Linked DNA regions of Mus musculus: regions 1, 2, 4, 5, 6 and 7 are each linked to region 3. The links are chromatin contacts, called in public HiChIP or PLAC-seq and promoter capture Hi-C maps. All regions are on one chromosome and are shown on one strand. The core of a region is the stretch at or near the end of the contact, and the rest is flanking DNA. Distances in the headings are between cores, read along the strand shown.

Region 1 (3,530 bases), core at 884-3,383, 900 kb after region 3:
GACAAGCTATTGCATGAACTTGCACAACAAGTTTTTTCTCTTGGTTAGGCTGCCTGACACTGGGTTACCACAGCAACTGCTGGTCTAATTTACCTTTACTTTAAAAAAAAAAAGAAAGAAAGAAAAAGAAAAAGAAAAGGTATTTTGAAGCCTGTCTGGTCCTGGGCAGAGGAAGCAGCCCAGTGGAGCAAAGATTCTGAATATCCGTTCTACAAGGGGCAAGGGGCACAGTGGACGTCCCAGATGCATGACTTACAATCACAGCTGTGTGAGGGCCACAGAACTAGTTACTGCTACTTTCCTTTCAGGATGAGTAGACTGAGTATGAGTCAGCTGTTATTCACACTGCCTTAAACCTTGTATGCAGTGCTAGAGATCCAAACCAAGACTTCACGAAGGCTAGAAAAGCACTCTACCATCTAGCTCCTAAACCTTTTTGAAGTAGCAATTCTGTACATCTGCCTCACAAGCAAGAGAACAGTGTGGTGATCCAGTGACTCAGACCCATTTTCAAATCTAAGGATAAGTGAGAGACATTCCAATAAGGGAAACCTTTATGCCACAGAAGACAATGTAGTTCACACATCTGTGACTGGCCCTTACACCACACAACTCTCTGGAGAAACAGAGAAACCAGGTAGTAACACAGTGCATCAAATCTCATAGTTTAGGCTATTTCTGCTAGTGCTGCTAAAAGTTCAAAAGTGAGGACACTATAGTCACCTATGTCAGGCACTGTGGATACTGGCTAAGACAGAGGAGAGACACGAGGCCAGCACACAAAGCACCATGGCACCTCACTAGTCTTCTGACAGACACGGCAGAAACCACCAGAATCAGCCTGCAGGAAAAACTGCTGACCACTAGTTGTGAAACAAGAACTACAACAGAAGACTCCAACATGGGTTGTGGCATCAACTACTGGGCTCTCCAATGACTTCTGGGACCAAGAGCAGCTGACCCTTCCTTTCCTGACAAAGCAGCCAGTTGCTGTTTGAATGGGAGAATTCCTTCTTGATGTGAACAGAATCCCTAGCATTTTGCATTTGTTCTATGTAGCTAGACCATACAACATATGTAGCTACCTACACTACAAACTGACATGGCACGACCACCCTAAATGGACAGCCAGAATTGTGTACTGGACCTGGTCTCTGTACCTGCGGACTGCTCAGAGGCCGGGAACGGGTTATTCCATGGGCAGGTTAAAGATTCTCCAATTCAGAATGGCCTTTCTAATCCACCCAAAAGTGCATAAAGGAGCCGGTCAAGAGGCGAAACAAGGCTCAAACCCCTCCGGGGGCCATCGGCACCCCAATGCAGATCTCACCGACGATATTCGGGGCCCAAATCACGGCTAATTGGGGATCACAGTGGGTATTCTGGTATCCCCCGAGATCCGCAAATGCGCGTGTTAAATCCCAGCACCTGGATCCGCAGTTCGGAGCCCCTGTCCGACACCTGTCCCTTTCCCTTCCCCCTTCCTACAACTTCGGTCCTCCAGGCCGACAGGAACCGGACTCGAGAGACAGAAGAGGAAGACCTCGCCACCCGAGTGACCTTGACGTCGTCTCGGGGCCACCCGAGCCTCAGTTTCCCCAAGCCCGCGGTTCATGCCGTATCTGAAGCGGCCGGCTAGCCTTTAAGAAGGAAAACCCCGTGACCCCCCGAACCCTGCTCCCCGCTCCCAGGCTCTCGGGCCGTGGAGCCTAGGAGAGGCGCAGAGAGGAACAGCAGGAAACCTGGCTTCCTGGAGAAGAGCCGGCGTCCTGGCCGGACTTCCGGGCTGCGGCCCGCGGCGGGCGGCCAGGCAGGCGTAAGGGCCGCGGAGTGGGGGAGGGCCAAGCGGCCGTGGGCGACGCGGGACTCCGGGGCGTCCCGATCCTCTGTCCGGCCTGCCGCCGAGCTCACTGAGCATAGACCTCAGGCCGCCCGACCGGACTCGGTCCTTAGCAGCCGCAGCTGAGCGCCCCCTTGACTCCCACGATGACCAGCCCGCGGCCTCCCCAGTTTCGGCCTCAGCGCGCCCCGCGTCTCACCTCCGCGGCGGCTGCTCCCAGCCAGGCGTTGGTTTCGCTCCCACAAGATGGCGGCGCTGACGGCAGCCACGTCAGCGCCTGCCGCGGGGCACGCCGGGGGAAGAGGGCGGGCACGCAGAGGGCCCCGCCCCCACACGGATGGCGCTTGCGCGTCTGCACTTTGTAGCCTTCACGGGGCGGAGCCGAGGTCGCTCTGTTTCCGGATCGGGTCCCGGGCTAGCACTCTGGCTCCCGGCACTAGAACGAGCAAGGGTGTGGTGTATGGAGTTCCGTGTCCGCCGGCGCGTGCGCACGCGCGCCTTCCTGCGGAATTCCAGCCCATTCCGCGGATGCGGGGGTTGAGGCCAGTAAGCGTTCTAGAGCGCCAAGGTCAGAGTGGGAAGGTCGTGTCAGCCCTAGGAGGTGTAATGTCCTTCTCACAGTACCCCAGGGTCTCTGATATTCCAGCTGGGCCCTGGAATTGAAGAGAATGATGTGACCGACAGATGGCCAAAGTGGGAAGAGGCGCAGGCCAAATGTCAGACAAGCACCATGTCTCCACACTGGTCTTGGACCTGTGTGCACGCTCAGAGCTGACTGAGAGGACCAGACACCTGCATGGGCATAGCACTGCCTGAGAGGCAGTGATGGGGTGGCCTCCTTCAGGGTGCAGGTGAGGAGGAATCCGTTAACTCTCCCCATCGATGCAGGAATCAGGCCCAGGCTCTGTCCTCCCTATCCAGTTCTTCCACCCCGTGTGCTGTTGGGAGAAGTCCCACAGGTAGGAGATGTTGAGGGCCCTGGGAGATTCTTTTGAGCCTGGAGCCCTATCTATTGAGTTAGCAGGAGACAGTTCTGTTACCAGGGCCTGCTTCAGCCACTGTTGTGTCCAGGCACAGGGTACAGGGCATCCTCACTGTGTTTGGGGGTTGAGACCTCCAGAGCTTTCTCCCCAGAGTTGTGGGTGCTGAGCCTGGCAGGATTCGATGCAATAGTCACCTTCTTGACCCTAACACATCCCTTTCCATCGCTCAGGGCTCCATTTTCAAATGCTGCTTCTGTAAACGTCTATGGGGGTGCTTGCCTGTTCTCTCTCACCCTCAACACACAGCAAGTGTTTATACAAAGCCTTGGGTGTCGCTGCCTGCCACCAACCCTGGAGAAATGGCAGGACATCTCCTGAGACCTGTGATTCCAGCCATGCCAGAAGCCTGTCTTAGCCTCATGGATAAGTCGACAAAGAGATGGGGTGTCCAGAAAACCGCAGGCTAATAGTCAAGAACCAAACTCCCTTTCTGTACCTAAAAAGGCTAAAATTATGAAAAAATGGAGACAGGGTGGTAGTCATTCTGTTTATTGTAATGTGACCACTGTACATTGTAGTCCCGCTCAAAACATCACTCTGTACCCCGTAAATAATTATTTGTGTCAGTTAAAATTTTAAACAGCCTTTGTAGATATTTAATATCCACATGTGTAATGGATGATACATTTGAAGTGGATACCTACCTA
Region 2 (3,586 bases), core at 404-2,903, 880 kb after region 3:
CACCTAGTATGCATTCTGTGATCTGACCATGCAGCTCGACCTTCCGTGTCCTAAGCATACCTGGCCTGGTTAAAGGTGAAGGCCCAGAAGCTGCTCCCTGGCTTTCTGGAGACCTTTCCTAGGAGACGGCTAGTATGCTCTTCTTTTGCTGTGGCCCACATGACTGACCGATGCTCCCTTATTGTTGCAGATTTTGTTGTTTACTGGAAAAAAACATTTCTAATTGTGTGCCTCAGCCTTAGTACACACCTTTAATCCCAATGAAGGTAAACTTAGTTAGAAAGAAGCACCCATGTTTGAAAGTGATTTCCAGTGACTCAGGGAGATTTGACAGAATAGGATATGCCTATCTCTCATGAGAACAGAGAGGAAAGAAGTGACTTAGGGGAAAGAATAGGAGAGGGCAGTTTACTGGGACCATTGTACAGAGACAGGTTGCAGAGAAAGAACAAACTAGCCAGGTGAAGACAGAACGAGCCAGAAAATGAGCCAGAGATTAGAACATAATACCAAAGGTCGTATGAGGCCAAGCAGAGCAATTCGGGGGAAGCTGGAAGAAGCCAATTTGAATCATTCAGTGTGGAGGAGTCTGAGCCAGAATAGCTGAGTTGACCACCCAGCTAGATAGAGTTCAGAAGAGCATTAAAGGGTGAGCTTATTCAGCAATAGGTCTCAGAGGTTGAAAACATTCTAGGCCAAGATAAGATTGTATGGAGGCTAGAAGCTTCCAGGACAAGGCCTGGGTTAGCAGACAGAGGCGGTAAGCTTCAGAAATGACAATTACATCAGGCAAATAAAGGATACGTTTCCACTTTATTGTGCAGCTCCCCTTGGGACCATCCATTCATCCCGAGTATGATCTTGTTCTGAGGAATCTGTCCCAACTGTGTCCTCTAAAGCCAGGCCATGACCTCAGGGCTCATACCAAGAGCCTCACAAGCTGTGGCAGGTACTCAACGTGTTCAGGATGAAGACATAAAAATGAGGCTGTCTTGGTCTATTTGGGATGCTAGAGAGTTCCAGGATGGGTATTTTTTCAGACTAGGGATGAAACCCAAGACCATCATGTTAAGCAAGTGATCTGTCATTAAGATGTAGCTCAGTTTCTGTTCATTTTGAGGCGCAGCCTCAGTAAATTGCCCAGTAAAGCTTCACCTGCAGAGAACACAGATCGCTCTGGTTTAGGGATGCTTTGGCTTTCATGTCACATACGCATATTCTGTCACCCAGAGCATGGAAGAGTGAATCCATGTTTCTTTGGTGACTTTATCTGTCCCTCTGTTCCGTGAAGGTTTGCCATTATTTAACTTAGTTTCAACAGTGACCCGGGACCTTTGGAGTTAGCATTCTTGGCTTTCCAGAAAGCAAGGGGCCGGCCCCTCCTGGTGTCACTAAGGTTTTGTAGTGTCCCCTTCCACCGAGATTCCTTCACACGAGAGTTATCAGGTGGGATAGCACAGCCGCCTTTTTGAGGAGCTATTGCGCAGGCGCACGTGGCACTAGGATGAAGGATGCGCCAGAGAAGCCCTGAACGCCCTTTAGAAAGAGGATCTTGATTGATAAGGCCCTCGGATACGCAGTGCGCAGGCGCACGGGCACGTTAGCGAGAGCGCAGGCGCGCGCGGGGGCGCGAGAGTGACGTCACGGCGTGCGTCCGGAGTGCTGCGGGAAGTCCGACTAGAGACCGCGGGTACTGAAGGCTGTGCAGTGGCTCCAGCGCCATGTTCGGCTCCAATCGCGGTGGCGTGCGTGGCGGACAAGACCAGTTCAATTGGGAGGACGTGAAGACTGACAAGCAGAGGGAGAACTACTTGGGCAACTCGCTGATGGCGCCAGTAGGCCGCTGGCAGAAGGGCCGCGACCTCACCTGGTACGCGAAGGACCGCGCGCCGTGTACCGGCCCGAGCCGTGAGGAAGAGCTGGCAGCCGTGCGCGAGGCGGAGCGTGAGGCGCTGCTGGCCGCACTGTAAGTGCCTGGTCTGCGGGGCGACCGCAAGCCCCGAGGGCGGGATCTGGGTGGCCCTGGGGCGGGGCTGGATGTGGGCGGGGCACAGGAAAGAAGGGGACCGAGGGGCCAGACCCTTGATGAGCATTCCTGACCTTTGCTCGCAGTGGTTACAAGAACGTGAGGAAACAGCCCACCGGCCTGAGCAAGGAGGTGAGTCTGAGATATGGGTTCGAGGTCCGCGGGGTGGTTGGGGGGGGGTGGGGGGGTCCGTCTGTCTCGGCCTAGAACCTCCTATCTTACCCTGCTTTCGCAGGACTTCGTGGAGATCTGCAAACGGGAAGGAGGAGACCCCGAGGAGAAGGGCGTGGACCGGCTCCTGGGCTTGGGCAGCGCCAGGTTAGGCTAGTTGGGGAGTCCAGGGTAGGCCTGGGCGGTGATTGAGAACTGTCCTCAAATGCTCTGTCCCCTGCAGTGGCTCCGCGGGCCGTGTGGCGCTATCCCGAGAAGACAAAGAGGCTGCCAAACTTGGGCTGTCAGTGTTCACGGTAAACCCTGTCAAGCCCAATGCACAGGATCCTGGGGTTTAGAGGTGTCTGAGATGTGGGGCAGGATTCCCTGGGTGTTCCTCACCACGGCTACTCATGTCATACAGCACCACCGTGTGGACAGCGAAGGCCCAAGCACTGCCCCAACTGCTCCCAGGAAGAAGCCTCGCGCTGAGGACAAGGTCGAACCGGAGTAAGTTGAGTCTGCCTCCCTGTGCATAAAGGGGCAGACTGCCTTAGCTCTCTTAGTTTGACTGAAGTAGGCGGACCTCCATCTCTGGGCTGGAGTCTCAGTAGCTGCCATAGGTGACCCAGCAGGGTGACGCTCAGGACCATGATACTGGCCAGTTTGGTGGGAGGTGCTTGTGGGGTGGGCGGCACACAACTTTCTTTAATCCCAGCATTTGGTAGACAGCAGGCTGATCTCTCAGAGTTCTCACAAGCTGGTACGTGTGTCTGGTTACTTCTACTTTTGTGTCATCTCAACTTTGTACCTAGGTAAAATAGTGAGTTCCAAGCTAGACAAGGCTGCATAATGAGAACTTGTCTCCAAGGAGAGAGGAGGCTCACCAGGTTGGCAGCATTCCAGCACTCATCTTTGTGGCCATGGAGCCTAATAAGCTCATTTATAAATATGAACTCCCGACATGTAGATATTATCAGTGCACAATGGATCCTGTTCTAGTCTGCCTTTCCCTGCTGGGTGAGACTACCCCACAGTCGAGTAGACACGAGTCCTTCAAGCTCGGATCCTTTGTATTGTTTCTTGCAGTGCAGAGAGCCATAAGAAAAGCAAGAAAGAAAAGAAGAAAAAGAAGAAGAAACACAAGAAACACAAAAAGAAGAAAGACAAAGAACATAAGAGGGAGGCTGACAGCTGCTCCTCATCTCCCTCTCCTCCCCGGTAGGCTAGGCCCAACTCTACCTGGGACACTAAGGAAATGGGAGGCAAAGCTAGCCAGGCCTGGTGTGGTGCTTGGCAGGGTGAGGGACCCTTTAAGTGTCTGGTTGTCCTTGTCTTTGTAGGCCCAGACACCAGAGACATTCTGACTTCTCTCCCTGCTCTAAGAGGAAGCGGGAACATAGCCAGGAC
Region 3 (3,457 bases), core at 858-3,357:
GGACTTTGTGAAGGGAGTTTACCAAGACCACCCCTCTGCCAATTCTGTATGCCAGGCTCCCAATTATAGACACAAGCCTTCCAGGATTGTCTTCAGCAAGAACCCAGTTAGGTTGGCTTAGCCAGACCCCTTTACCCTTTTTTTCCCTCGAATCACATTCTCATCCACTAACCCTCAAAACTGATCTTTGGTTACAAATTTCCCCCTTGTTCATCTCTAGTTGGAGTCCTATTTCTCCCCCACTGTACTGGCTCCTATATCTAGCTGTACAATCCTTTATACCAGTTCTTAACCTGTAGGTTGTGACCTCTTTGGGGGAGGGTCACATATTATACCTGATACCATACTTGAATATCAGATATTTACATTATAATTCATAACAGTCGCAAAATTACAGTTATGGAGGAGAAACAAAATAATTTTACAGTTGGGGGACAGCACTTTAAAGGGTCGCAGGACTAGGAAGGTTGAGAACCACTGTTTACACGGCCTTCCTTATCGTTCTTTGACAAGCCACAGAATACTTTTTAGTGTAACTGCTAACTAGACACAAACTGGACTTACAGCATAGACAGTTGAAGCCTGTTCCCCTGGCACTGCCTCCCTGGCATAGCTGTAGCCATTTTGCTTCTCGCCTGCCAGTATGAGTGCCATCTCATACTGCTGCCACTGAAATTAGACTGACTGCTGACCCAGAGAATAGTCTGGCTCAGACCGTGGTCATGTTGACCATATATCCCGGTATGTTCAGAGGTTTGTTACCATGTTTTGAGGACTGTTCTTCTTGCAAACTCCCCAATTGCAGACTTCACTCAGAGCTAAGCAAGATAGAAGTCAACTTGAACTGTTATGTCTAAATTATTTAAACACACACACACACAACTTGGAAAAAGGCCAATAACCCTACAAGCCCTCCCCGCAATTGCTTGTGAGTTCATTATGGGTTTCTGCCTATATAAACTGACCCTGAAACGAAGTTCATGATAGTAGCATTCAGTTCCAGAGTCTAAGCTATGTCTACCGACCGTGGGGTGTGCATTCAATACACTATCCCTGTCTGACTGAGATTGATATTCCTGTGGTTTGTGGGGCGACTCCTGGACCCTAACAGGGACCAGCTCTGGAATTCCTTTCACTTCAGACTGTGGAACCCCGTCCTCCTCCATTCTCATGCCTCTAGAAACACCTAAAGACTCCTTCACAGATAGGAAGGCAGCTCTTGACTAAACAGACTCTTTACCGATTTACTAAACACGGGCTATGTTCAACAGAACCCAATGGGAAGAGAATTGGGCCCGGATACGTGTTTCATCTCCAGAAAAAAAGCCTGGGGCCCCGAGGCCGTCAGACATTTGTACCACGCAAGCATCCATCCTGCATCCCATCCATGGCTTCGGTCCGTCTTGCAAGCCACACATAGCACTGGTATCCAGACCACCCATGAACGAAGCAGGGAGCTCACTGGGCTAAGTTCGAGCCTCCTCCTCCCACTCTAGGAAAGTGAGCTAACAGTGAGATCCTCTGCATTCACGCGGTAGCCGGCGTCCCGTGAGGCCGGCTACTTAGCGGGAGAGATGGCGCCCGCTGCAGGTGTCGGGAGAGGTTCACCCACCTGTCTCGACCTAGAGTCCGCCGGATTCACTGAACCGAGAAAAAAGAAAAGAAAAGGAAAAAAAAAATCACTTTTGAAAAACGACTTCGTTTTTGTTAGCAATACCCAGATAGGAGCTAGCCGAAACCGGAAGTTGCATCACCTCCGGTCGCGCCAGGCAGTGACAGTCCTTAGCCCCGCCTCTGTTCCTAAAGCAACGATGGCCGCTCCCGCGTACGACACTATTGCTAGCATTTCTCGAATTGGGAGGGACTATCGATTTTCATCACCTGCTGTAGTTTTCCTCAGCAACTCTTACTCATGCATTCATTTTATTTAGGCTTGGTTGGCGGGTGAACTGGGAGCTAGGAAAGGCGACGTCGGATGTAGAGTAGCGCCATCTTGTACGGACCCTGAACGTTTAGCACGCCGAGCGTGAGCTTACATCGGGCAATACTTGTCAGAGAGGAAAAAAAAAAATAGCGTTTTTACGCGATGGCGTATTTCCGTTTCCTCTCTGCCAGGGCGTTTTTGGTTGGACGGTCTTGTTGCGGAGGGAGGGGGAAGATTGTTTGCTCCGTAGACGCTCCCCGTAAAGCAAGGTAAACTGAGGTAAAGCCGGGAAGGGGCATTTTTTTTTTCGCCTGGTTACATGGGATGGCTGGGACTCAGACGCTGGGTCCGCGGAAGAGTATGCGCTTGGAGCCTGGAGGCTCAGATGGCCCCCAGGGCTGGAGAGGCAAGGTTGGGGGATAGAAGGTGAATTGCAAAGCCGGACCGAGGGGGACGGGCTTGGTAGAAAAAGGGTGTGGAGGAGAGAGGGTGGGGCTCAGAGGGAAGTTTGGAAGGGGAGGGACTGTGGAGGGAACAGGGACGCGAGCAGAGTCGGACCTAAAGTCCTTGAGGCCGGAGGAAAGAAGTTGAGGTGGGGGACTGGTCGGATCTCGGGAGTGTGTGTTGGGAAACCAGTGGTATCTTGGGGAGACCCAGGACGCGGAGGAGGCTGCTGGCCAAGGTTCTGATGCTGACATCCTATGTAACTTGACCTTTGTGTCTCCTGCAGCTCCCCAGAGGCGCATCTCCCACCCTCTGCTTGGACTTAGCTTTCTCTCCATCTGCCACCACAGCCTGGAGGCGCTTGCCTCCACCCTCCCGAATGGTGCTCCTCTTCCCAGGCGTCGGCCCAGGATCCAGGCCCCCTTTGCTCCTTGAGTTGGAGCTGTTGCCGCTGGGGTCTCTTGGTGGGCTCCCCGTGGTGAGGTGTGAAGAACTTTTGCACAGACGAAGCTTTAGTTATAAGGACCTCCTCAGCAGTTCGAAGCTCAGCCTCTAACTGAACGCGAGGCCCATCTGTGCTGCTTCTCTTCGGCCTTTGAGAAGAGAAAGCCCTATTCTGTTCCATCCAAAGTCCAGGAAGCCTCAAACTGGGGCCCTGCTCCCAGCATGCCAGCCCTCTCTTGTGCATAGGGCTTTGCCCTCTTCCAGCCAGCATGGCTGATCTCAAAAAGGCTGCAGGGGGCCGGGAGACTCCGCAGGGGGAACTTCGGTCAGAGGTGGTAGAGGATGAGGGCCCTAGGAGCCCGGTCGCAGAGGAGCCTGGAGGAAGTGGAAGCAACAGCAGTGAGACCAAATTGTCCCCTAGAGAGGAGGAGGAACTGGATCCTAGGATACAGGTGAGAAGGCTGATGGAGGAGGTCAGAAGTCCAGAGGCCAGACTTGCTGAAGAGCTGTGGGATCAATGAGGCCTTAGACTCCTCTCTCACAGTGGGCTGGGGTGGGAAAGGGAAGCAGACATGTACATAAAACGTGGCGGTTCAGTGTGACAAGTGTGACAAGTGCTGATGGAGAGCAGGGACCCTGCCTGAG
Region 4 (3,674 bases), core at 680-3,179, 830 kb after region 3:
CCCTGTGTAGAGGAGCAGTGACAACAGCTGGTATCAACAGCTAAGGAATCTCAACTTCCATAGCCCGTACAAGAGCTGTAACACTGGCTGCTGCCAAGACTAGAGGAATCCCTATATGAGGTCCACAAGACCTGTAAACACATGCAGGACCAAGGCTGAAGACGCTTAGGGTCTTTAACACGAGAGGGCAACTGCTTCTATACTAGCAACCACTGCCAATCACCATGAGGAATGGAAGCCACCAAAGACTAGCGCTTGAATCAACTCCAGCTGCCTATTGGTAACATGGAGAGATGATGGCGACCTGGAAACACAGGCAGATCCAAGGCTCCAGTATGGAGTCCATGCATGTTTTCTACAAAGGGCAATGACTGGCTTAGGCTTAAGGCCCTGAGTCACCACAGCCCGAACACTGCCTGGAAGACACCATCCCAGGGTTCACACAGAACTCTATATGCCAAAGCATCACAGTGGGTCTGGCCCATGGGTTGTCATTTGCTGACACAGTTCTAGATTCAGAGATTCACTAAGCGAAGTAATGTGGGAAAAGGATCTCTAGGAAGCACATCACTGTGGCCTTTCAGCACCTGGAGACAGGCACTCTAGATTTCCCCCCACAGAATGCAGACAACTACTGGATAGTGGTGCCATGGCTGTCAATTCTCATCCACCACTCTCATCCTGGAATAGCTACCCTCAGGGGTTCAGGAACTGTTCTCCAGATATGAGGATTCCCCATATACTCCCAATGAGCATCTAGGGGCTACTGAAGAGGCTCACCAAAAACCAACTTGGAAAGACACCGGGTAGCTGAGACAGGCAGCCAGGCCTGGACTTTGGTAGGAGTCAAGGGACAGCTCAGGGACAGGATAGGGAGGGCGGGTCTTCACATGCCTACTAGACAATGCTGAGACTTCACGACTTAGATCCTATAAAGGTGAGCAGCTGAAGACTCAATGCTATAGACGCAGGCCCTGCCCAGACTGGCCAGCAAACACTATTTACAGTCACAGTCAGGTCTGCTGTATAGATAATGAGACCATACAGGCAAACAGCTGGCACTGCAAAGAGGAACCAGAAATAAGGGAAAAACTGGATTCTCAGAACACTGGGACAATCTGTCACTGTGGAGAGGCTGTGCAGAGAGTGGCTTTTTGAATAAAGTCCCACGAACCAGCGAAATCTTTCTAAGAAGTGAGGAGGGAGGGACAAAGCTGAAGCACCCATCTTGAAAATAACTCCAGAAGCTTCTGACTTGACTGGTTGGGGTCCCAGGCACAACGCTCTGTGCAAGTAACTAGCGCAACCTGGATGCCTTCCATGGGACATCCGCCTCTAGGTGACCCCTTCCCTAAGTCTAGATTGTCCTCAGAAAGTCATTTCCAGAATAATCTAATTATGCCTCTTCCCAAGGGTGTCTAGCCAGTATTCCCTAGAAATCTTATCCTGGACATCCTTCCTGGGATTCTGGAGGTCTGCTCCCTCAGCACTCTAACGACCCTACTGCCCCGCCCTGCTGCCCCGCCCAAGCTCACCCATACAGAATGACGTCATAGAGCGTGCGTCCCTGCACATTCAGGAAATGGGCATACGCCGCACGCGCAGAGGGCTGAGCCGCGCCGGTCGGAGGCCCCGAAAGCGGCAGCTCATTGGTCGATAGTCCCAACAGGAAGGGTGCAGCGTCCGGGCCGCGCACGCGCACTAAGGCGCGCCCGTCCAGCCGGAAGCAAGTCCAGGCCACACCGTCCGCGGGGTTGCTGCCAAGAAGGCCAAAGCCACGGGCTAGGCAGTGACTCGCGGTCCCGCTCAGCCGCCAGTGCCAAGCTGGGCTTCTGCGCCCCACAGCCGCGCCCCGAAGCAGCGCCACCGCTGCCATCTTGGGCGCTAAGTGAAGGCGGGCACCACAGCGGCCCCGGGCGGCGGCGGCGGCGGCGGCGGCTGGCGACGCGCGTGCGTGGGGGGGAAAGTGGGCGGGACCTCAGCCAGTGGATGGGTGCGCAAGCCCAGATAAACACCAAGGCTAGAGCCACCCGGTGACCCTTTCCTTAGTTGGCTCCTGGTCAAACCGCTTGTGGTCGTGGTAAATAAGTAAACATGAAATCTGCCATCTTACCTCGGTCCTGGTGTGCAATCCCAGCCAGCCTCTCGGGGGGCAGAGGCAGGAGGATGCGTGTTCAAGACCTGCCTGTGCAACTTAAAATGAATATCCTGTCTCCGAATAAAAAGTTGAAGATAGATAGCTCAGTGGTAGAGCATTTCCTAGCAGGCAGGAAGCCATGGTTCCCATCCCCAGTACTGCCCAGAAAAAAAGGAGGAAAAAAGTTAGGCATTTCCTTGTTCACGGTTAAATACGAACAGTATAAAATGTATTATCTTCACCACTGTTACTTTGTTATTGCTATACTAAACATGACCAAAAGCAACTTGGGAAGAAAAGGGGTTCACTTCATTTGAAAACTCTCAGGTCACACCCACTTACAGAGAGAACTCAGGGCAGGAACTGAAGCAGAAGCCCTGGAAGAGGGCTCTTACCGGCCAGCTTCTGATGGCTTGTCCAGCCTGCTTTTTGATACGACCCAGGAGCACCTGTCCACAGTGAGCTGGGCCCTCTCACATCAGTCATTGATGTGATATAAGCCAAGACCTGTTTAGAGGCCAAGCTTATGGAGGCGTTTTCTGAATCTTCCCAGATATCGCTAGGCTTGTGGCAAGTTGATGAAAGCCAGCCAGCGAGACCACTTTTAGTGCATTTATATCGGCATTGTTCAAACGGCTGCGCAGCCCTCACTATCATCCAACTCCAGAACTTTTTATCTCCCAATCATCCAACTCCAGAACGTTGACTCCTCCCAGAACACACACTCAGCCGCTGGTGCCCACAGTTGGCTTTCTGCCCTTGTGGGTTGGAAGCCTCTGAGAACCAGTGCCTGTCCTCTTGCACCTGGCTCTCTTCATGGAGCACCCATCCTCAGTATAGCACGTATCAGAATTCCCTTCCCTTTTTAAGAATTGTATTTTATAGCTGGGCATGGTGGCACACACCTTTAATCCCAGCACTTGGGAGACAGAGGCAGGTGGATTTCTGAGTTTGAGGCCAGCCTGGTCTACAGAGTGAGTTCCAGGACAGCCAGGGCTATACAGAGAAATCCTGTATCGAAAAAAAATTTTTTTATTACGGTAATGCCTACCTTTCCCTATGTGCTGAGCTGGCAACGGGTACTTGGGAGGTCTCCAATTCTTGGAGCCAGGAAAAGTGTTGCTATGAAAACAACTACACGGATGTCTCTTTGAGTCCCTGTTCTTGGGTCTTTGGGGCATACTGGATCATATTGCTACCAGGGAAACTGGAGTTCCTTTTGTGTGTTCTTAGTCTTATTAACAAAAGAATTTCGAAATGGACTTGGAGCTTGGTAGTGGCGCATGCCTTTAACACCAGCATTGGCTGGGCAGAGGCAGGCAGGTCTCTGTAAGCCCTGGCTAGTCTACAGAGCTAGTATCAAGACAGTCAGGGATACACAAATAAGCCCTATCTTGTGGGAAGGGGAGAAGAAAATTAACAGTTGAGAGAAAAACCTACAAAGAAAGTAGATGTGTTGCATAGTTCTTTTATGTCAACTTGACACAGGCTAAAGTCATCTGAGAGGAAGGAACCGCAATTAAGAAAATGCCTCCAT
Region 5 (3,691 bases), core at 325-2,824, 980 kb after region 3:
GGTGTAGGTGGGTTCCCAGCAATGGGGAGCGATACGAGTCCCCCTGACCGTGTAGTTAAATGGGCCTCTGATGGGGAAACCAAGGCTCGGAGAGGAAGTGATGGGCTCTCCCGACCCCTCACTCAGCCACACACCCACCACATATGGAAGCTTTTCAGTCAGGACAGGGTATATTCACTTGGGTGGTCCACACCCACAGGAGTAACCTGCTTGGCTCTGACCAGTGCGGAGGCTGATGTGATTTTTTTTTTTTCACTCATTTCCTCCTCTGCTTTCCTTTGGAGCCGTGACAGGTGGCTGAGCAGTTGCTGTGCACGGCTAGACAACTCAGCCTCCCAGAGGAGCTCAAAACCCTCAGACTTGGAGGTCTCCCATCCAGAATCAGCCCCTCTAAGTTGAGAAGGCGGTGGCTGGTAAGGAGGTTTGCCTTCCAGGGTGTGGAGCTTGCCCCTGTAAGCCCAGGTCAGGGAGGCACGCTAGTGTTGGAGGTCCCTGGGTTTTGTTAGCTTGGCTCTGGTGTGTGTGTGTGTGTGTGTGTCACTGTCTTGCACAGAAAGTGCGTCTCCAGCACGGAAGGTTGACACGCGGTGGGCATGTGTCAGGATCCAATCACTCGGTCCTATTCTCCAGCACTTTGAATGGTCCCTGAATAAGCCGCCCCTCCCCCAATGTCAGGGGACTCTTAAGCAGTCTATTGGGTGCCCTGGGCAATTGTGTTTCTCTGCGTGTTAGTTAAGGTTTGACTTATAGACAATTCAGTCCACGAAGATGAGTCACAGCTCTGGGCTTTCACACAGACCAGTCACCATCCTGGCCAGCGGTCCCCTTCATCTTCCACCCTGTTTGGGGTATGAGGTCCCTGAGTGTCAGTGATATCTGCAGCTAGTAGTCCAGAAGTCCCTGAGGACCATATTGTCCCATCCTCAGGTCCAAGTCGGCCACAGCACCGGCTCTGCAGAAATGCCTTTTTGGTCTCCCTTGGAGAGGTCGCCTTTCCATTCCTCCAGCTACAGCACCCCAACTTTCAGCAGTGGCTCCCTCTTGGCAACATTGGCCCGCGAGTGGATTCGCGTCCCCCCACGCTCCCGCTCTGTAATCCAGTGGCTAACGTCGCTCCCAAGCCACCCAGTCACTATCCCCTCAAGCACAGTCGTCCAAGTTTCTCGGCTCTTGGATGTCTTTCCCGGCGGCCAACACCCGGTCCCTAACTGTCAGGAGACACCCCGGAGCTCGCACTTGTGTCCTGGCTGCAGACACCTAGCCCCGGGGTCTAACCCTGCTCTGTCTCTCAGTCCCGCCCCATCGCTCCTTCTGGCTCCGTTACTCGACCGGGGTTCCCACCGCGCCACGTGCCCAGCCCTCCCCACAGCGCGCCCCAGGCCCGCCCCGCGAGCCGAGCAGCTCGGCGGCCGCGGCGGCGGCGGCGGGCGCGCAGCTCGGATTTCGGCCCGCCCCCGGCGCCGGCGTGACCCCTCCTCCGGGGCGCGGGCGGGCCGAGCCCAGCTGGCCGGCGCCCCGCCCCGCGGCCGCGGCTGCGGACGCTATAAGAGGGCGGCGGTCGCGGCGCGCCCTGCGCGGAGCCCGGAGCGCGATGGTCTGCCGCCGCGGCGCGGCAAGATGCTGGATGGGTCCCTTCTGGCGCGCTGGCTGGCCGCGGCCTTCGGGCTGACGCTGCTGCTCGCCGCGCTGCGCCCTTCGGCCGCCTACTTCGGGTAGGTGCCCGCGGCGGGCGGCCGCGCGAGGGCGGGCGAGGGCGGCGGGGCCGGACGGGGGCATCGAGCCCGGGGTAGCACTCGCCAGGTGCTCGGCGGGGTACACGGGTGGCTTGGAGTCGTTAGTTGGCAGCGAGCGCGCCTCTCGGTCCGCAGGTCGTTGCCCGCCGTGCGCCCTAGAGGTAGAGGGGCCGGTGTCCCCGACGGGCTTGCGCGGGGCCGCGGTCCACGGTGACTCCCGAGTCGCCGCCGCCGCCTTAGGCCGCGGTGTTCCTGCCAAAAGGCTGGAGCCTCCCTGGCCCCTGCCCACTACCCCCCTTCTCTCCTGGAAAAGTTAATTTAACAACAACAAAAAAACACGTACAAAATCCAGATGTTCCTTGCACTGAGCCCCAAAGGGGAGAAAAAAAACCCTCCAAGCTGGAGAAATTTATTTTTCTTGCGCTTTTTTCTGGCGCTCGCCCGAGCCTGGCCCCGACCTCGGCCCTCGGGAACACGTCTGGGAGACCTGACCCCGGGGGGTAAACGCCGCCGCTGTCCCGCGGGGTCGCCGCCCGCACTCGCCTGTCTATGCGTTAGCAGTTTTGCCGCGTTCTTGGGCGCGTCTCTTCACCTTTGGTTCCTTTCGTCCCTCCCTCTCTACTCGCTTTCCCAGGTTTGGGATGCCTGAACCCAGCGATCTTTAGAGGGACACCCACTGCACTTTGAGTTCTCCAAGGTCCTGGGTGGCACCACGCATGGCAGCGCCCCAGCTTTCTCTGCCCTCCCTGCTTATCACCCTTCTTTCCCCCTCTGGGAGACCTGGGTTAGCCCCTCGGGTCGCAACCCTGGTCCTGGGTGATCTGGACTGCGTCTTGGGCCGCCGCCCTTCGCCGGTCACCTGTTCCCTCGCCCCTGGCTTCAGTGGCCGCTCGCAGCGGTGTGGCCGGCAGAGGGCCCCGTTGGTCTAGGAATCTGGCACCCGCCAGGGCAGGGAGAGGCGGCTGGGCTGAGGAACCCTGCAGGTGTATCCTGTTCTCAAAGAAAATAAAATATTTTCATGGGAAATTTTCCCTTTGTGTTTTTCTTTCTCCTCCTTTCTCCTCCGTCTGTCCATTTCTTCTGGGTTGTCTTCCAGGGTCAGTTCCATGTCTCGGTTCCCAGGGTCTCCCCACCCTGGCTCCCCTGGTCCGACCCCTGGGCCTTGGCCTGGCACGCCCCTGCACGCCATCTGTGCAGCCCTAAGCCTCACCCGCGGGCAAGAGGGAGGGCTGAGGATGGCCGTCTGGCCACAGGTCCGCGGTGAGTCACAGCAGCCCATCAGCCAGCTGTGCCTTCCTCTCTTCTGGCCCAGTCAGGCATCTGACACGCCCTGGGCTTGCGTGAGCGGCCACTTTGCTCCTTCTGGGATCTCTGCTGCTGGCCTTGTGGCCCTGGGATTCAGAACCTACAGGTGATGGGGTTAGAATCCTGGTGGCTGTAATGCCTCCCATCCATCCCTCTCTCTCACCCTCGCTTAGCTGGCTTGATACTTTGCATCTTGGGAAAATTCTCTAGCTTGGCGCCTGAAGGGGTGTTGGAACTCCCGGTTCCGTGGCAGGGTTTAAGTACAGGTCAGCTGGCTCCCAAGCAGATACCGAAGACAATACTGATGTATTGCTATGGCTTGGGTCAGCCTCTACTTAGCTCTCTGTTGCAGAGGACCCATTAAGGAAAGCTGACCATGCCTTTGAGCGCTCCTCTCCTGCAGCTGCCCATTAGATCCACTGTCTGGGCTTGGCGGAAAGACCCCAAAGATGGGCAGAGTGGGTACCTGTTGAACCAAGAGTCAGAGGAGGCCTGGGAGGATAGGCTAGTTGATCTGGGTCTCTCTGGAATTGATTTCTGAGGAGTATGTATGTATGTATGTATGTATATGTTAGGGGCACAAGATGTATCCTGGGCTATTCTGTGTCCAGCGGTCCCACCCCTTCCCCAGCCAAGGGAGGAGATGAGTCTGG
Region 6 (3,729 bases), core at 984-3,483, 810 kb before region 3:
AAGGCCAGCCTGGTCTACAAAGTAGGTCTTAGGACAGAGATAGCTACATAGTGAGGCACTGTCTCAAAACACACACACACACACACACACCAAAACTTAAAGAATAGAGAAGACAGTCTAAGCATCAGAGAATGATTCATAAAGTGTACCTAGAGCAGTGATCACAAACTGGAAGTCTGTTAGCTAACTACAACTTACAGGGGTTTTTAATTAGTCCACACTGTTTAAACCTTTTTTTTAATTAGTTGCTAACATTTAAAGTCTCATCTTCCATAGAAACAAAATGACATTTCTAGGTCCCCTTGTAAAAGATAATGCAACAGGGACACTTAAGTAGGTAAGACCTATCTGGTGCCAAATGGCTGCTGAATCCTTTCGCATTTGAACAGCATTCTCTCATACTCTAGTATCTCCAAATTTATAGTATTCTTTTATAGTAATCCAATTAGACCATGCATGCATCTGTGTTTGTAATGTCTACCTTAAATATGCTTAAGATTTTAACGAATGAAAATGCCAATGAGATAAAGAAAAGTTCAGGCTTATGACAGTCAATCTCAGTTGCCAAACTGATATGCCTAGAACCACCAGAGAGTCCTCTGGGCACATCTGTGGAGACTGTCCTGCTGAGGTTAACAGACTCGGGAAGACCCATCTACTGTGGGTGGCACAATGACAAAGGCTGGGATCCTGGAAGGTGTCAAAAGGAGAAGCCAGCTGATGGCAAGCATTCCCTGCTCTCGGCTTCTAGACTGTGGGTGCAAAGTGACCAGTTTCCTACGTGACCTTCCTGCCACTGGACAAGCGAACTGTGACTCAGAATAAGATCGCCTTCCTTGTTTCTGTCTGGGTATCTTATCACAGCAACAGGAAGGTAAACAAACAAAGGGTATGGAGACAGCACAGAAGAAAGGTCAGGGAGCCATGATATAATCCCCTAGAGTCATGTCTCTATTAGGGAAGAAGCAAGGGTGACAGGCTAGAAAGGTAGACCAAGAATATGCTGCCTAGTGTTCTCCCTCCTCTCCTCTTCTTTTTCTGCTGCCATCTTGTCTCTCCCTCCCAATAAAACCTCTTCCACGTGAAAAAAAAAAAAAAAAAAGGTGTTGCCTAGACTCTATGGGTACACGATATGCATATATTAAACTGTCCCAAAAACTCATAGAAAAAAAAAATTCCATACACAAGTACCAATTGCCATGCAAACTAACTCAGAAAAATAGAAAAATAACTCGTTTAACTTATTCATGGCAAGAACCTTTTGCATATGGACCCAGTTCTGGAGACAGAGAAGATATGTAAGGCAATTTCTGCCCCTGTCAGTCCAAAGGCTGATCTAACAAAAAGACACCGACATGCTTGCCCAAAGTTCAGAAGGTGTTCTTGCAGCTGTATAGACACTGTTTTAGAGCTACCTTTTTCTTCTTTCTCCGAGTTACAACATATAATATATAGTCTCTCGATTTGCTCTATGTAAGCAAATAGAACGCACATATTGCATACGTTCATTTAAATTTTATGAAACTAGAACATTCCGATTAGTAAACTCCAGCTGTCCCTATTATTTCACTTGCACAATAGAGATTTTAATAAGCATCGAGGACGTGCCAAGAGTTTAGGCTGAGTCAGGAGACAAGATTCGTGAGTGGTGATGTCCCTCTCCACCGTTCCTATAAGTAAGATTAAACACATACCAGACATACGGAATTGTACTATTTAATGTTTTCCGGGTATGGTTTTTCCTGATTGGAGGAGAACAATCCAGGTGACTGGAGAAGTCAAACAAGGCGCCTCACAGTCGAGACACAAATATGCCCAGAGCACACGCGTGACCATCGCCTTTACCCGGAGGCGGCGTGGCTGGCGTGGCTGACTAGCTGGAAGCCGAGCCTGGGGTCAGCGCTGCCGCCGGTCCGTGCGACAGGGAGCCCCAGCTGCAGGCTGCGGCGACTCCCCAGCTAACGTGGCGGGTCTCTCGTCTCCGCACGTCCGCACGCAGGTCCCACCCCCAGGCCTCAGGTAAACAAGCTCTCCAGCCCTTCGGCCGGCAAGCCCACCAAACATGGCTGGAAGCGTTGCAGCCCCTCAACCCGTGACCCCGAGACCCCCCAGCCTTCGCCGCCCTCACCCGGAAGCCCCACAACCCCGACACCGCCCCTCACCGCGGCCACCGCCGCTCGCTCGCCGATCCGACCCGACCGTCGCGGAAGTACTCCTGACCTCAGCGCGGAGGCGGGGTCGCCGTCGAGGAGTACTTCCGGGTCAAGCATCCTCTAGGGCGGAAGGCGCTGACTGCAGAGAGGTGAGTGAATCCGCTGCTCCGGTGGCTTCCTGAGAGGTAAAGGATGCTTGAAGCTGGACACGGGGGATGCCAGGATGTCCGCCCTCCGTGAAGGCTGGGTGTGGGTGTCGGGGTTCCGCCATGAGGTATTTCCAGAATACTCGAGGGCCAGCGACGATCCGGGACACAAACTGGGAATTCAGGGCGGGCCCTGCTCTCAGCTCACTGCAAAGGTGGTGAGGAAGGGAGACCACCACCATCAAAACAACGGAATCTGAGGGGGTAGTTAAGTGCTTTCGTCCAAGTTTAAATGCGGTGATGGAACGGAACTGAGTGAGGAAGTGAGAAGGGGGAAGCCTGCCTGTAGGGAGGAGGAGTAGAGGTTTTGAATAAATAGTAAAGGGAGACGGGGGGGGGGGGGGGGGGCGGAGAACTTGGGCACTGGGTCTTTGTGAGGTCGGTGACCAGGCGTTTGACTTAAAATTTGGAACTCGATGGGAAGTAATTGATAGTTTCTAAGCAGGAGAGTGATATGCTTTTGATTTGTAATTTTAGATGTGCAGTGCATCGCTTCATTTGTCCCTGGGCAGTTTATCCAAGAAGACATTAAGCAAAATTGTGTTAAAATATGGGGTGGGGGGGGCACCTGAAACCCTAAAGACTTGCTTTCGAGTGTCTCGCTGTTGTGTTGTGTTGGTGTATAGCTAAGTGGGAGTGCGTTTGCCTGTCATGTGCAAGACCCTGGGTTTGATCCTGAGCACAAAAAAAAAAAAAAAAAAAAAAAAAAAAAAAAAGGAACAGATTCCCCTCCTCTGTTCAATCCCTTACATCAGTGTTCAGATGTAACTGCCACTTCCTAAAACCCTTCAAATGTTTGACTTTACTTTCAATAGTAATTCTTTACATTTCCGTATGCTGATATTCTCTACGACCTTACTAAATGCCTGTTCCTTTGAAGATTTGCAAGTTCAAGGCTAGCCTTGGCTACATTGTGAACTCTAGGCCAGCCAGAGCTAAGTAACCACATCCTGTCACAAACAAAAACGTCTGGTCCAACAAATAAACCAGAAAAAAGATTTCTTCTGGTTTTCTTTTGTAAAGGAAAAATGTATAGGAATGTATCTTGGGCCACTAGTAACTGTCTTGTCTTTTACATGTTGCCATTAGTATTATAGTGACAATTCTGAAAAATTTTGGTCTTAGAGTCCATTGCACTTAAACTTACCAAGAATTTTGAAGAGTTTTGTTTAAATAGATTACTACTGCCAGTACATTCCATTTAAGAAATCAAAACTACTCTCAAAAAAAGAAGTAGCTTTAAAATGGTAAGTCACTAAATGATAACTGACATTTCTATAAAGATTATTTTCCAGGTGAAGTACTGGCACAGGTCTGTGATCCCAGCATTTAGCAGATGGAGGTACAGGCAGGAGGGGAGCTCAAGTTTA
Region 7 (3,755 bases), core at 326-2,825, 860 kb after region 3:
CAACGAGGATAAAGGGGAAAGACCCTAGGACACTGCACAGTTTGTCATCTGCTCGATCGTGCAGAAGGGACACCAAGGCTTTACAGGGTCAGGGAAGACTGAACGGTGGAGGAGGATGGGGGACAGGGTAGAGCAAAGGAAACTGAGGCCCAGGACGTGTAGGCAGGGAATGGGTAGGGCAGGGCAGGGAAGACTAGGGACCAGCAGAAGCAGAATCAAGAAAGATAGGGACCGGGGCTGGAGAGATGGCTCAGTGGTTAAGAGCACTGACTGCTCTTCCAGAGGTCCAGAGTTCAAATCCCAACAACCACATGGTGGCTCACAACCATCTGTAATGGGATCTGATGCCCTCTTCTGGTGTGTCTGAAGAAAGAGACAGTGTACTTATAGATAATAAATAAATCTTGAAAGAAAGAAAGAAAGAAAGAAAGAAAGAAAGAAAGAAAGAAAGAAAGAAAGAAAGAAAGAAAGAAAGAAAGAAAGAAAGAAAGGAAGGAAGGAAGACAGACACCATCACATGCAATCAGGGAGGATGGGGACAGGACAGGATGGGACAGGGAAGATTAAGTCCCAACCAGAAGAGTCAGGGATACAAGAAGCCTTGCTCATATGGCTGCCTCCCAAGAGCTCAACCCTACTCTAACTTTCCTTCTTTGTCGCCTGGGCTCTTTCCTCTCACATCCCCTTCTGCCTTTTCTTTTCCAATTACATCATGTTTCCTGGATATTTTGTGTTTGTCAAGACAGACGAGAAAGGGAAACAACTTTAGTAGTCGCTTTCATAACTAGCCTATGACCTCCTGCAAGGTGAACTGAAGGAGCACCCACAGAAACAAACTGCATTCTTCTTTCTCTCCTTGGAGCCTATCAAAGGCTGACCAGTCATTTACTTGCTTTCTCCCTCTCTCCTCAGATACCGCGGAGCTAATGTCACCTGCTCCACCTCCAGGCACCACCAGAACGAACCCCGCCCACTTCCACGTTGGATAAAACGATGCCTGAGAATAATAAGCCCAAAGGCAGATTAATATTTTTTTCTAAAACAAAACAAATCGGGACAAGCCAAATCCTAATAGTCTGCAGGGCCTGCACCATCTGCAGGCACTGAAGTCCAACGCCCGCAATGGCTCAGGAGTAAAGCCATGTGCTTGAGCCTACCCAGGACGCCGGCTGGGTAGGGAACAGAGGAAGAGCGCAGACTAGGCTCATGCTGCACCGATCTGCTGGTGGCTGGGACTCCGCGTGCCCATCCCTGTCGTTCTGGGGTCCCGAGAAACACGTTCACCCGGCATCCCCACAAGATGGAGACGGCACGCAAGGGAAATATGCTGCCACAAGTCCCACTCCGAAGACAACCAGCCACCAGCGCACTCACCGTCCGCGGGGACCCGACCCAGGGCGGCCACCGCCAGCCCGACCAGCGGGCGCCGCAGCATCAGGGACCGCCCGCAGGACTACGTCACAGCGGCGCGCCGGCCCACCGGAACACACCGGAGGGCGGCATGGCTACGCACACCGAGTACGCAAAGCACCAGCGCCGGCCACGTCCCACCTTTGCCCGCTGACATTACGTCTCCCTCGCCGGCCCCACCTACACCACATTAAATCCCGCCTTGTCACGGCCCCCAAGCGACAGCCACACCTCAGCCCAACGGGGGGGGGGGGGGCCGCGATGATGCACAGGCGCACTGCGCGGTTCTCCCCGACGACCACGCCCACTTCTCTTCGTTGTTTCTTCTCCAAACTCCGCCCTTTTCCGTACCCTCCTTTCTTTCCCTAGGCTCAAACCCTACCAATTTACAAAGACCCTGAGAGGAACACATCAGAAGTCAGCTTCGAATCCGTTTAGTTACATTTTCGGGTTAGCCGGTTAACTGTTAAATCATTTCAAGAGGCGGCTAGCACGTGCTATTTATTCTTCCAGAGGACCCAGATTCAGTTCCCAGCACTCAGGTTGGGCAGGCGCATCACCTGCACTCATGTACTCTTACCCAAACACATAGACACATACACCTAATTTTAAGTCTTTTAGTTTTTTAGATAGGGTCTTACTATGTAGTCTTGACTGTCTGGAAACTCCCAGAGAGCCATCTACCTCTACCTCCCAAATGCCGGTAATAAAAAGATGTATACCAAGGGAAGCAGAGGCAGATGGATCTTTGAGTTCAAGGCCAGCCTTGTCTACAGTGCAAGTTCCAGGACAGCCAGGGTACACAGAAAAACCCCATCTCAAACAAAAGTATGTACTATTGTGGCTCCCCAAAGTATTTTTTAAATAAGTTACTTCAAGAAACTGGAAGGCAGGGGCTGGTGAGATGGTTCAGTGGGTAAGAGCACCGGACTGCTCTTCCGAAGGTCAGGAGTTCAAATCCCAGCAACCACATGGTGGCTCACAACCATCCGTATCGAGATCTGACTCCCTCTTCTGGAGTGTCTGAGGACAGCTACAGTGTACTTACAATAAATAAATAAATAAATAAATAAATAAATAAATAAATAAATAAATAAATAAATAAACAAACAAACAAATAAATCTTAAACAAAAAAGAAAAAAGAAAGAAAGAAACGGGAAGGCAAAGATCTCAGAGAATGCTGAAGTTGTCTTTAATTCAGGAGATAAAAGAAAAATAAGCCCAATGTGGTGGCACACACCTTTAATGTCAGCACTTGGAAGTAGAGGTAGGCCGACCTTTAGAACATTCAGGACAGGTTCCATTTACATAGTTAGCTCTAGGCCAATCAAGGTTACATAGGGAGACCCTGTCTTAAATAAAACAAACTTATTAAAGAATTGCAGTAAAGTGGGCAGCACAGTTGAGTTAAGTATCAGTTCTTTCCAAAAGCTTTTTTTGGAGAGAAGTCCTGAGCTTCGAGGTGATCTAGAGGGGCAGTGAAGGAAGTGCACATGAGATTCCTTGGAAAATGTACTGACTTTATAAGAAATATCTTTGCCTAATTTTACTCTTAAAAATATTACACAGGGGGCTGGAGAGATGGCTTAGGGGTTAAGAGCGCCGAGTGCTCTTCCGAAGGTCCTGAGTTCAAATCCCAGCAACTACATGGTGGCTCACAACCATCTGTAATGAGATGATGCCCTCTTCTGGTGCCTCTGAGGAAGCAAGGAAGGGAGGGGAGGGGAGGGAGGGAGGAAGGAGGGAAGGGGAGGGAGGGAGGGAAGGGGAGGGAGGGAATATTCTCTAGGAGGGTGGAATGGATCTGGTCTTGTCCCACCACTATAAGGCTGTGTTGAGACTGTGCCCTGCAGTCTATGGAAGGCTGAACGGAATGGCTAAGACTGCAGAAGTGGTTGTGAAGAGCAGAGCACTCAGGTTCTTTGTTTTTAATTTAATTGGCTTCTCTTAGGCTGAAAGGCAAGAAGAATTTGAAAAGATTTGGAGAGAGAGGGAAAACTCAAGACTGGGCAGGGAAAGAACAGAGTGAGCAGAGGTAAAAGCGCCAAGCGCTGTAGGTCGGGACAATGGTGACCAAGGCTCAACAGCACTTCCCATCGTGTGACTGCTTGCTGCGGGTGGCCCGTCCTCCAGCATGACTTATCACAAGCAGCATGACTCTTTGCCAATGTCCTTTCCAGGTCTCAGGTCCCAAAGACACTCAGGACAAATGGCTGTGGTGCCTGTTAGCATACAGAATGCATGCTAACCACAGGCTGTCTCAGCATGCCAAGTACCTGGTACAGACTCCCTGGCTGGCATCCTGGCTCCCTCTGCTCATCTCACCCCAGCCCCCTACCCTAAA

What was found. Promoter capture Hi-C pulls out the DNA fragments that hold promoters and counts their contacts. HiChIP or PLAC-seq counts read pairs in DNA pulled down with a chosen protein or histone mark.
Region 1: a contact with region 3 is called in a promoter capture Hi-C map of pre-B cells, with 4 times the contacts expected there. The contact joins the promoter of Arf1 here to the promoter of Sh3bp5l in region 3. A contact is called at or near these places in 2 of 39 promoter capture datasets (liver and pre-B cells), 1 of 484 Hi-C or Micro-C datasets (CD4 T cells), 6 of 115 datasets of contacts at active chromatin or transcription factors (bone marrow-derived dendritic cells, embryonic forebrain, embryonic hindbrain and 3 more) and 1 of 9 other capture datasets (liver).
Region 2: a contact with region 3 is called in a promoter capture Hi-C map of pre-B cells, with 5 times the contacts expected there. The contact joins the promoter of 2310033P09Rik here to the promoter of Sh3bp5l in region 3. A contact is called at or near these places in 11 of 39 promoter capture datasets (the 3T3-L1 cell line, cranial neural crest, embryonic stem cells and 6 more), 5 of 484 Hi-C or Micro-C datasets (B cells, CD4 T cells, embryonic stem cells and 1 more) and 6 of 115 datasets of contacts at active chromatin or transcription factors (astrocytes, embryonic forebrain, embryonic stem cells and 2 more).
Region 4: a contact with region 3 is called in a promoter capture Hi-C map of liver, with 3 times the contacts expected there. The contact joins the promoter of Iba57 here to the promoter of Sh3bp5l in region 3. A contact is called at or near these places in 8 of 39 promoter capture datasets (the 3T3-L1 cell line, 3T3-L1-derived adipocytes, the C10 cell line and 4 more), 2 of 484 Hi-C or Micro-C datasets (embryonic stem cells and myeloid progenitors), 4 of 115 datasets of contacts at active chromatin or transcription factors (astrocytes, embryonic hindbrain, memory CD8 T cells and 1 more) and 2 of 9 other capture datasets (adipose tissue and liver).
Region 5: a contact with region 3 is called in a FOXA1 HiChIP or PLAC-seq map of pancreatic cancer cells. The contact joins the promoter of Wnt9a here to the promoter of Sh3bp5l in region 3.
Region 6: a promoter capture Hi-C map of neutrophils shows a contact between it and region 3, with 5 times the contacts expected there. The contact joins the promoter of Fam114a2 here to the promoter of Sh3bp5l in region 3. A contact is called at or near these places in 3 of 39 promoter capture datasets (liver, neutrophils and pre-B cells), 6 of 484 Hi-C or Micro-C datasets (B cells, CD4 T cells, CD8 T cells and 2 more), 2 of 115 datasets of contacts at active chromatin or transcription factors (bone marrow-derived macrophages and memory CD8 T cells) and 2 of 9 other capture datasets (adipose tissue and liver).
Region 7: a contact with region 3 is called in a promoter capture Hi-C map of liver, with 4 times the contacts expected there. The contact joins the promoter of Guk1 here to the promoter of Sh3bp5l in region 3. A contact is called at or near these places in 4 of 39 promoter capture datasets (frontonasal cranial neural crest, hippocampal neurons, liver and 1 more), 2 of 484 Hi-C or Micro-C datasets (B cells and myeloid progenitors) and 5 of 115 datasets of contacts at active chromatin or transcription factors (astrocytes, embryonic forebrain, embryonic stem cells and 2 more).

Annotation. Positions count from the first base shown.
Region 1 is chr11:59,226,134-59,229,663 of GRCm38.p6, forward strand. Arf1 (ADP-ribosylation factor 1) reads right to left here and starts at 2,134. Exons shown (of 5, transcript NM_007476.3): 1 at 2,040-2,134.
Region 2 is chr11:59,206,708-59,210,293 of GRCm38.p6, forward strand. It overlaps 2310033P09Rik (RIKEN cDNA 2310033P09 gene), which reads left to right and starts at 1,654. Exons shown (of 7, transcript NM_024210.2): 1 at 1,654-1,966; 2 at 2,113-2,158; 3 at 2,262-2,344; 4 at 2,421-2,493; 5 at 2,601-2,686; 6 at 3,266-3,397; 7 at 3,520-3,586. The coding sequence starts at 1,722.
Region 3 is chr11:58,328,600-58,332,056 of GRCm38.p6, forward strand. Sh3bp5l (SH3 binding domain protein 5 like) reads left to right here and starts at 2,108. Exons shown (of 7, transcript NM_024480.5): 1 at 2,108-2,193; 2 at 2,655-3,264. The coding sequence starts at 3,082. It also overlaps a transcript of Zfp672 not described here.
Region 4 is chr11:59,161,816-59,165,489 of GRCm38.p6, forward strand. It overlaps Iba57 (IBA57 homolog, iron-sulfur cluster assembly), which reads right to left and starts at 1,930. Exons shown (of 3, transcript NM_173785.6): 1 at 1,536-1,930. The coding sequence starts at 1,876.
Region 5 is chr11:59,305,356-59,309,046 of GRCm38.p6, forward strand. Wnt9a (wingless-type MMTV integration site family, member 9A) reads left to right here and starts at 1,575. Exons shown (of 4, transcript NM_139298.2): 1 at 1,575-1,712. The coding sequence starts at 1,618.
Region 6 is chr11:57,516,411-57,520,139 of GRCm38.p6, forward strand. It overlaps Fam114a2 (family with sequence similarity 114, member A2), which reads right to left and starts at 2,234. Exons shown (of 14, transcript NM_026342.3): 1 at 2,163-2,234. It overlaps Mfap3 (microfibrillar-associated protein 3), which reads left to right and starts at 2,255. Exons shown (of 3, transcript NM_180599.1): 1 at 2,255-2,302.
Region 7 is chr11:59,190,377-59,194,131 of GRCm38.p6, forward strand. Guk1 (guanylate kinase 1) reads right to left here and starts at 1,576. Exons shown (of 8, transcript NM_008193.3): 1 at 1,375-1,576. The coding sequence starts at 1,435.